2 separate regions of the Sus scrofa genome follow, and region 1 is linked to region 2. The links are chromatin contacts, called in public promoter capture Hi-C maps. All regions are on one chromosome and are shown on one strand. Each heading gives the region's core, a stretch centred on a gene start, on an enhancer-like site or on the middle of the called end of the contact. The rest is flanking DNA. Distances are from core to core; before and after follow the strand shown.

The links. Promoter capture Hi-C pulls out the DNA fragments that hold promoters and counts their contacts.
Region 1: a contact with region 2 is called in a promoter capture Hi-C map of fetal skeletal muscle, with 4 times the contacts expected there. The contact joins the promoter of SOCS5 here to the promoter of EPCAM in region 2. A contact is called at or near these places in 1 of 5 promoter capture datasets (fetal skeletal muscle) and 1 of 2 datasets of contacts at active chromatin or transcription factors (alveolar macrophages).

Annotation. Positions count from the first base shown.
Region 1 is chr3:93,851,253-93,855,362 of Sscrofa11.1, reverse strand. It overlaps SOCS5 (suppressor of cytokine signaling 5), which reads left to right and starts at 1,287. Exons shown (of 2, transcript NM_001162890.1): 1 at 1,287-1,450.
Region 2 is chr3:93,183,697-93,187,776 of Sscrofa11.1, reverse strand. EPCAM (epithelial cell adhesion molecule) reads left to right here and starts at 2,556. Exons shown (of 9, transcript NM_214419.1): 1 at 2,556-2,642. The coding sequence starts at 2,567.

The DNA.
Region 1 (4,110 bases), core at 38-2,537, 670 kb before region 2:
ATAGAGAATAAATTTAGAAAGGTTAATTGAAGAGAAAGATCATCTAAAGGTTTATGTACGGTTTCAGGGAAACTGGAGTGAGGAGTGCCTTGGGGAGGAAAAAGATTCAATAAGGATGTAGTCCGTAGAATCTACTGCAAAAGAGATCATGTAAGAACCAAAAAGTGACTCTTGAACTCGATTATATGACGCCACTGGTTGCCTTAAGAGGTGCATTTTCAGTGGATTAGTAAGGAATATAATTTAGCCTATCCTGGAAGCATGAATTGAAATAAAGATGAGAGCTAGATGGTCAAGTTTTTTTTTTTTTGGTTTTTTTTTTTAATTTGGAGGCGTCGGAATACGATCACGGTAATGTCTTAACACAGAAGTGCCTGTTAAGTTTGTGAATGAAGAAGAGGTTTCTATAAGGCCAGATGGCCTGTCCTGGAGGCGTCACAATGCCTCAACTACGCTTTTATCCTTTCAGCCATTTCTAGGGCGGGGGCCCTTCCATATAAAGTACAGGCAAAAAATGGGAGACGAACCCCCTCCATCCTTATATGAGTCACGTTTTTGACAGCCGGGCGTGGGGATGGGAATGCTTGAATTAAACTAAGTGCCCAGGTTCCCGTGGATCTTTGCATTTACTAACGGGAAGGCTCATTCACATTTTCCGAGCCGGCACTCCCGTCCTCCATGCAACATTTTTCTTTTCCTTTTCCCTAACAGAGAGAAACCAGGGACAAAGCTTTCCTCCTTCTTCCACCTCAAGGCTGACCTTCCGCCCCCAAGCCCACTGATGGCCGTTCTCTGACCACGTGACCCTCTTCAGCCCCCGTGACTCGCCGCCGCTGACCCCTCCCCTCAGGCCGCAGACCGCCCCTCAAACCCACGTGACAGCCTCTCTCCCACCTGACTGGCTCCTCTCTTTCCCCGGGCCGGACCGGCCGCCGTCGCAGCTGCCCGACTCCAAAATGGCAGCCGCGCACAGCGCGCACCCGAGCGGCCGGACCTCCCTGACTCCCGGGCCGCCCCCCTCTCGCTCCCTGCCTCCCTACTTCGGCCTTCACCTACACGCCTTCGGATTGGCCACTAAGAATCCCGCCCCTCCAGAGCCCCGCCTGCTATTGGTCACGGTAGGCTGCCCTTCAGAGAGGCGTGCCCCCGCCGCCCCCCGCCCGGGGAGGTATTTTCCATTCTGGTGGGGGCGCGGGGAGGGGGGAGGGGAAAAGGGTGAAGAGGGGGAGGCGGCCGGGGAAAGGGGTGGGGGCCTGGCGGGGGCATCCGGCGGAGCTGGGGTCCCCGGACTCCGTCCGGAGGAAGCAAGACTGCGCTCGCACGGGCAGTCGGAGGGAGCGGGACGGGACGGCAGGCGGGCAGACTCGCCCTCTCGGTGACTGCGCCGTCCGGGCCCGTCCTGCCTGGCCGCAGGTGCCCCTGGATGAGGCCGCTCTGCGCGCCCCGACCGGTAAGTGTCTCCGTGGCCAGCCCGGCCGGTGTGCGCTTCCCGGACCCTCGCGCCTCCGTTAGCGGCCGCCTCTCCGGCCCCGGTGCCCGCGCCCGGCGCAGTCCGCCTCCGGCCGGCGCCTCCACCCCGGGTGGAGGCAGCGCCGGCCCTCTGGCAGGCAAGAGGACGACGGGCGGGGGACCGCAAACCCGGGCCGGGAGCCCGGTGCAGACCCTGCGGCGCATAGTGGGAGCTTGCACTTAGTAGGTTCTCGATGCATTTCGTGGAATTGTTTTTCTGGTTGGAGGAACATAGGTCGCTTAAGGGAAAGGGGGTTGCTCCGAGCTAGTCGGAGGGCGTTCGTGATACGGGTCGCGGTGAATCGAGGGGAGGTCACCGGAGACTGGGGCATTTGCGCGCGCCGCAGGCTAGGGGTTACCGGCCAAGTCATTTGGGGCTCTAAAGCTCCGATCCCGGGGTCCTCAAGGTCGACGAGAAGAGAGGTCCACCGGGAGGTGAGCCAGAGAACTGGGGAGCTTGGATGGGGAAAGTGACTGGAGCACCTCCGGAGTTTAACGGGAGGTGGGAAGGGATGCTCAGGCGGGCACTGAAAGACCCCTCTGCAACTCCTTGGGGCCCTAAGATTCTTTGGTGCTGGGATTTGGACGTTCAAGTAGCCAGAGGGAAGTGACTTGCTGGAGAGGGAGTTGCTTTTAAAGAAGGATGCTCAGAAACAGTTTTAAGTACACATCTTGGCTTGGTTCTGAACTTTGAAAGGCAGGGGGATTGGAGTCGAGATCACATTTTCTTTTGGTATTCCAACAAAAAGGTGGACCTTGGACGTTATCTTTTATTTTAAAATATATGTATGTGTTCGGTGGTGTTTTACCAGTTATTAGTTTTGCTGGAATTTCTCAAACTGCTCCTTGAAATTCTTGTAGCAGCTTCTCCATCTGAGAAGATCCTTTCTTCAGGTTTCTCCATCCATTGCAATGGCTTACTTCCTCCCAACGTAGCATTTTGGCTGGACTGTACTATTACACTTTGCTACTGACTTTTATTCTGCAAGATTAATAGGTAATTCGAATGCTTTCTCTCCTTGCTTTTCATTGTTTCTTTACAAGGTCATGCAAAATTGAACCACAAATTCTATAGTTTAACATATTTTAACTTTTAAGCGTTGAAGTGGGAAGATGTTGGTTAGTTAGCAGCTCTAGAAGGCAATGTGAAGATCAGGTTGAGTGTTCTAACAGTTGGGAATCTTAATGTCAGATGTTTAGTTTAATTTTAATATCCTGAACTTGCATAACACTCTTGAGAGTGGGTTAAGAACGTAAAAAATGCATACCTGGGTTAGGCAGTGGCAGTCTACAGAATCCACCTCTGTGGCAGCCGGTGGAGGTTCTTCATGTCACTGAGAAGAGGAAGCTGAGAATTGTACAGCTTGATCTTTAATCTTTTTAATATTTTCTTAATCATATATATGTTATCTTACTAATTCCTGACATTTACAAAATGAAAAATGAGGTGTGTTTTTAGGGACTACTTAAACATATAGAAGAAAATTTTGTAGATCGTATTTTCCCTTTGGTGTAAATTGTAATTGTCAGTCAGAGAAAACATTTCTGCAAAAAGGTGTTGATATTTGCAGTCGCCACCTCTTAGTTACTGAAGAAATGGGTAATTACATTTTTTTTTCTCCCTATTGTCCTTGAATTTTACTGTTCGTCCTTAGGGAGAATGTACTGGCACACAAAACAGTAGCCTAAAATATTGAAACCTAACACCTTTTAACATTATAATAGCTTCTACATTATTCACCTTGGGGCTCATCTGTGGCAAACCAGTGGTCCGGAAAGCTTTCCTCTATCACCTTTGTTTAGAATGGGCTTTTACCTCCCTTTGTAGAATCAAGGAAAAATAATGCTGAATGCTTGCAAAGTAATGGTAATAACTCAACAGAATAAGAATGGGAAGCTTGGAAAAAAGATGTTTGTGTATGAGTCACATTTCTTTTAGAGCTGGAAGAGTAGACCGTGGATATGATTATTTTGCAGATCAGGAGACCGAAGCCCAAACCAGTGGAAGGGACTAAAATGCTAGCTAGTGACAAGCCAGGATTGGTGGGCAGATCTCTGACTGTAGCCAGTTTTTCTACTTTATCACATCACGTTGTTATTTCTAAAGCATTCTAGGGCCAGCTCTAAATGGTTTTAGGATTACTTGTGATGTTGTTCCCCTCTAAGGATGGGAAGTTTGAGTTGACTATCTTTATACATGAAGTGATATAAAACTAGATGAGCTTTTATTGAAGAGTTTAAAACAGTATGCTGCATTGTTAGCAGAAGTGCTGATATTCCCTCTCGTTGGGAAGAGATAAGCTGTCATCTAGATTGAAATAGTAGACAAACTTCTTAGAGTAGGCCAGTGTTCTGAAACTTTTATGCTAAAAATTAACTGCTTAAAAATTATCAGATTTCAAAAGGCTCTTATATTTTCAAAGTAAATTATGTGAAAATTATTTTAAGTAACTTTGGGGGAGGAGGGTTAATGTTAAAATGGGTTTTAGTACCTTTACAAAGAGCAGTAGTAAAATTACGTGATAATTATGAAAACATGATTTTGATCATAATTGTGATAGAGACTGGATCTGTATAATAACGTTATGATCCTGGCAAATT
Region 2 (4,080 bases), core at 1,307-3,806:
CCACTGCAGTGACAATGCCAGATTCTTAACCTGCTCTGCCACAAGAGAATTCCAGAAATTCTTTAACCTATCACGAAGTCCCAAAACTAGGTCTTGCTCAGATTTACAGGTTTAAAACATTGACAGGATTTCCTTAAGATGTCAATAATCAAATAGTTAAATAGGTTATTTAATGTCCAAGTAGAATCACATTATGCTGGTATTTACTGTATCAGTGTGATTATTTACATTAATCAAATAGCAATGGGAGAGTACAATACATAAATTATTGCTCTGTAAAAGTATAATTTTTGACTTTATATTTGTAAAGATTAATCAAATTTAGTTGAATCTTTATTTTTTCTCTTTTTTTTTAGGGCCTCATAAGGGCATATGGAAGTTTGTGGGCTAGGGGTGCAATCCTGGCCTATACCACAGCCACAGCAATACCAGATCTGAGCAGTGTCTTTGACCTACACCACATCTCACAGAAACACTGGATTGTTAACCCACTGAGCAAGGCCAGGGATGGAACCCACATCCTCATGGATGCTAGCCGGATTCATCACTACCGAGACACGATGGGAACTCCATTTTATTTATTTTTTGTAATTGGGCCTTTATTTTTTTTTCTTTTACTTATTTATTTTTTAATTTTCCCACTGTACAGCAAGGGATCAGGTTATCCTTACATGTATACATTACAATTACATTTTTCCCCCAGCCAATTGGGCCTTTAAATTGATTTTTCACTTTTCCTTTTTTGAACACTTTCTCCAATGATTTAAACAGAAAACAAACCTTAAAAAAAAAAAAAGCAGAAAATAATGATATTGCAGCTAACAAAAATAACACTAAAAATACTTAATACTTTACTAGTTTTTTTTTCTTTAAGGGCCGCACCAGGCCATATGAAGTTCCCAGGCTAGGGGTAGAAGGGAGCTGCAGCTGCTGGCCTTCACCACAGCCAAAACAACAGCAAAGGCAGATCCAAGCTGTGTCTGTGACCTACACAATAGGGGATCCTTAACTACAGAGGTGGGTGAGCAATTGAATAATCCACATCCTCATGGATACTAGTTGGGTTCTCTACCGCTGAGTCACAATGGGAACTCCCAATACTTTAATAGTTAATAAAAGCTTCAAGTTATTACAATTATTCCAAGAGTGTAACGGACAGCATGTTGTAATTTGAAGTCATTTGCATTGAAATAAATTATTGTCCTTTGTTTTCACTTCCTATATTTTCAAAGTACTCATCAATATTATTCTCTAATATTAATCAAAACCAAATAATCTCAGTTCCCAGCATTTGGTTCTATGGGAACACCTTTTCTTACACCTTCAAGTAATAAAAATACTCAAAAGAAATGAAAAGTATACATACCACCATATATAAAAGATGGATAGCAGGGACCTACTGTACAGCATAGGGTAATCTACTCAGTATCGTGTAATGACTTAGATGGGAAAAGAATCTGAAAAGGAATAGTTATATGTGTAACTGACTTACTTTGCTGTACACCTGTAACTAACACAACTTTGTAAGTCAACTATACTCCAATAAAAAAAATTTTTTTAAGGGAGAAAAGGATTATTGAGAACAATTATAAAGAACACACAGGAGTTCCCTTCGTGGCGCAGTGGTTAACGAATCCGACTAGGAACCCTGAGGTTGCGGGTTCGATCCCTGCCCTTGCTCAGTGGGTTAAGGATCAGCATTACCGTGAGCTGAGGTGTAGGTCGAAGACGAGGCTCGGATCCTGCGTTGCTGTGGCTCTGGTGTAGACCTCGCCTGGGAATCTCCATATGCCACGGAAGCGGCCCTAGAAAAGGCAAAAAGACAAAAAACAAAAAAAACCCAAAACCACACACACAAATGTGTCACCTCTAGATCTAGGGAGATTTTTTTTTTTTCTTCCAGTTTTAAAGGAGTAAAATTAAACGGCCAGGTAAGGTCAAAGGTCTTTTTTATTGTGGTAGGGAAGGTTCTCTGGCTTCCCTTTGTATTCCACTTCCATCTTCCTCTTCCCATCCCCTTCACTCTTTCCCCCAAGCCCTATTCTTCAAGGTTTCAGTGTCGTACTTTCTCTGATAAGAAGAAAGTCTCAGTATTTTCAAACTTTCTCCGTGGCCACCGCAAGAGGAAGCACCTGGCGGCGACTCCTTTCCAGCGCACACCTGGGAAGGGGGTGGCTCCCCTGCGGCCGCGCCCGGAGTGGGGGGAGGGGACGAGAACCTGTGGCCACCTCCTCCCTGCCGCCCCGGGCGGTGACTCACCGAGAACCTGCCCTCAGAGGTGAGCAGCCGGGGGCAGGGGCTGGGAGGCGGGGCCACCAGGTCGGCCAGGTCTGCTCCGCCCCGCCGCGCGCCCAGAACGCGCAGAAGGTCGGCAGGCTCGCATCTTTCCTCCAGCCCCAGGGCACCTCGCCGCAGTCCTCCCGACGCGGACCCACGCCTTCCAGGTTTCCTCACGCCGCCCCGCCGGCCAGCGAGCGCCCGGCACCCCACTCCGTCGGGGCGTCCTCCCGCGAGCCCCCGGCCAGCCTCGCGTCCCGAGCGCCCTGGTCCTCGGCGCCCGCGCACCATGGCGCCCCCCCAGGTCCTCGCGTTCGGGCTCCTGCTCGCCGCGGCGACGGCGGCGGTGGCCGCGGCCCAACAAGGTGAGGAGTGGAGTTGCGGGGTTAGGAAGACCGGAGGGTAGCGACTCTCAGCTCCCAAGGCGGAGACTGTAGGGAAGGGGCGGGCGGCCAGGCTTTCCCGCCGAGAGACGGACGGCGCCGGGCTGCTGGGGCCCAGGCCCTCTGCGGTGGGAGGCGGCGGGAAGGCGCCCACCTGCGCGGGCTGGAGGGAGCAGCCTCACTTGGCGCTCTGCGCGCCTCCCTCGGGAAATGGCTCGGCCAAGGCCGGAGGGGCAGACGGGGAACCGAGTGGCAGCGGACCTGGACTCCTCGACGCGCCCACCTCCAACGGCCCAGGCTCACTTGGGATTTTGGCGAGGCGGAAACTTGCTCCGGCCGCGAGGGGACTCCTGCGACAGCGACCTGAGGCCCCGCCCCTCCCCGGGCACCTGCGGCTGGCCCCGGATGTGGGTCTCGGGCGGGGATAAGTGGTTAAGGTGAGGCCTCCGGGGCCGTTGCGCACCTGTGCGCGGGAGGACGTCCTCCTGGGCCTAGACTACGAGGTGTGTGGGTCTTTTCCCTTTAAGGATCGTATCAGGAACGAGCAGTTTATTGTAGGGAACCCCGATCGAGCGATAATCCTAGAGTAAAAAATGTCGGCGTAATGCCACCACTTAAAGAGAATCCTGTAGTTAATAATAAGGTATATTTTTCTTTAGACATTGCTCTAAACATTGCCCTAAGCCTCAACACAGTTTTATATCTTAATTTTTCCCCTATATAATATCCAGAGTTTTTCGTTCTCTTTAGTTTTGAAAAGCACAGGTTTAAATTGTACAGAGCACTCTATAGCCTAAAGGTCGTACCGTTAATCCAAAATGTTGGACGTGTAGGTTGATTCCAGTTTTTCTTACTCGGGAATAAACATCTTGGCTGTCATCTTTTGATTTATTTGTAACGTAGTGGCTAACAGTGAAGTGTCAGCCAAAGCTTTCTGGAAAGACTTTTTTTTTAAAGGCCTCAGCGCACCTGCCCCCCCGCCCTCCGCACATAGAAGTTCCCAGCCTCTGGTTCAAATCAGAGCTGTAGCTGCTGGCCTACACCACAGCCAGAGCAACGCGGGATCCCAGCGGAGTCCGGGATCTACGCCACAGCTTAAGGCAATGCGGGATCTGAGCCATGTCTGCGATCTGAGCCACAGCTCACAGCAACAGCAATGACAGATCCTTAAGCCACTAGCGAGGGATCAAACCTTGTCCTCATGGATGCTAGTCAGATGCGTTTCCACAGAGCCACAAGAGGAACTTCTGGAAAGGCTTTTATATCCTCCCCCCCCCCCAACTGGCCTAATTCATTATACTTTCAAAATAATGCAGTTAGGTCAACTCATGTTTTTTCAGCTTCAGTCTGAGGCTAAATACTTAATCTTACATTGCTTTAAAGTGATATTCTGTAGGAATATGTTCGGAAAATCTGTACC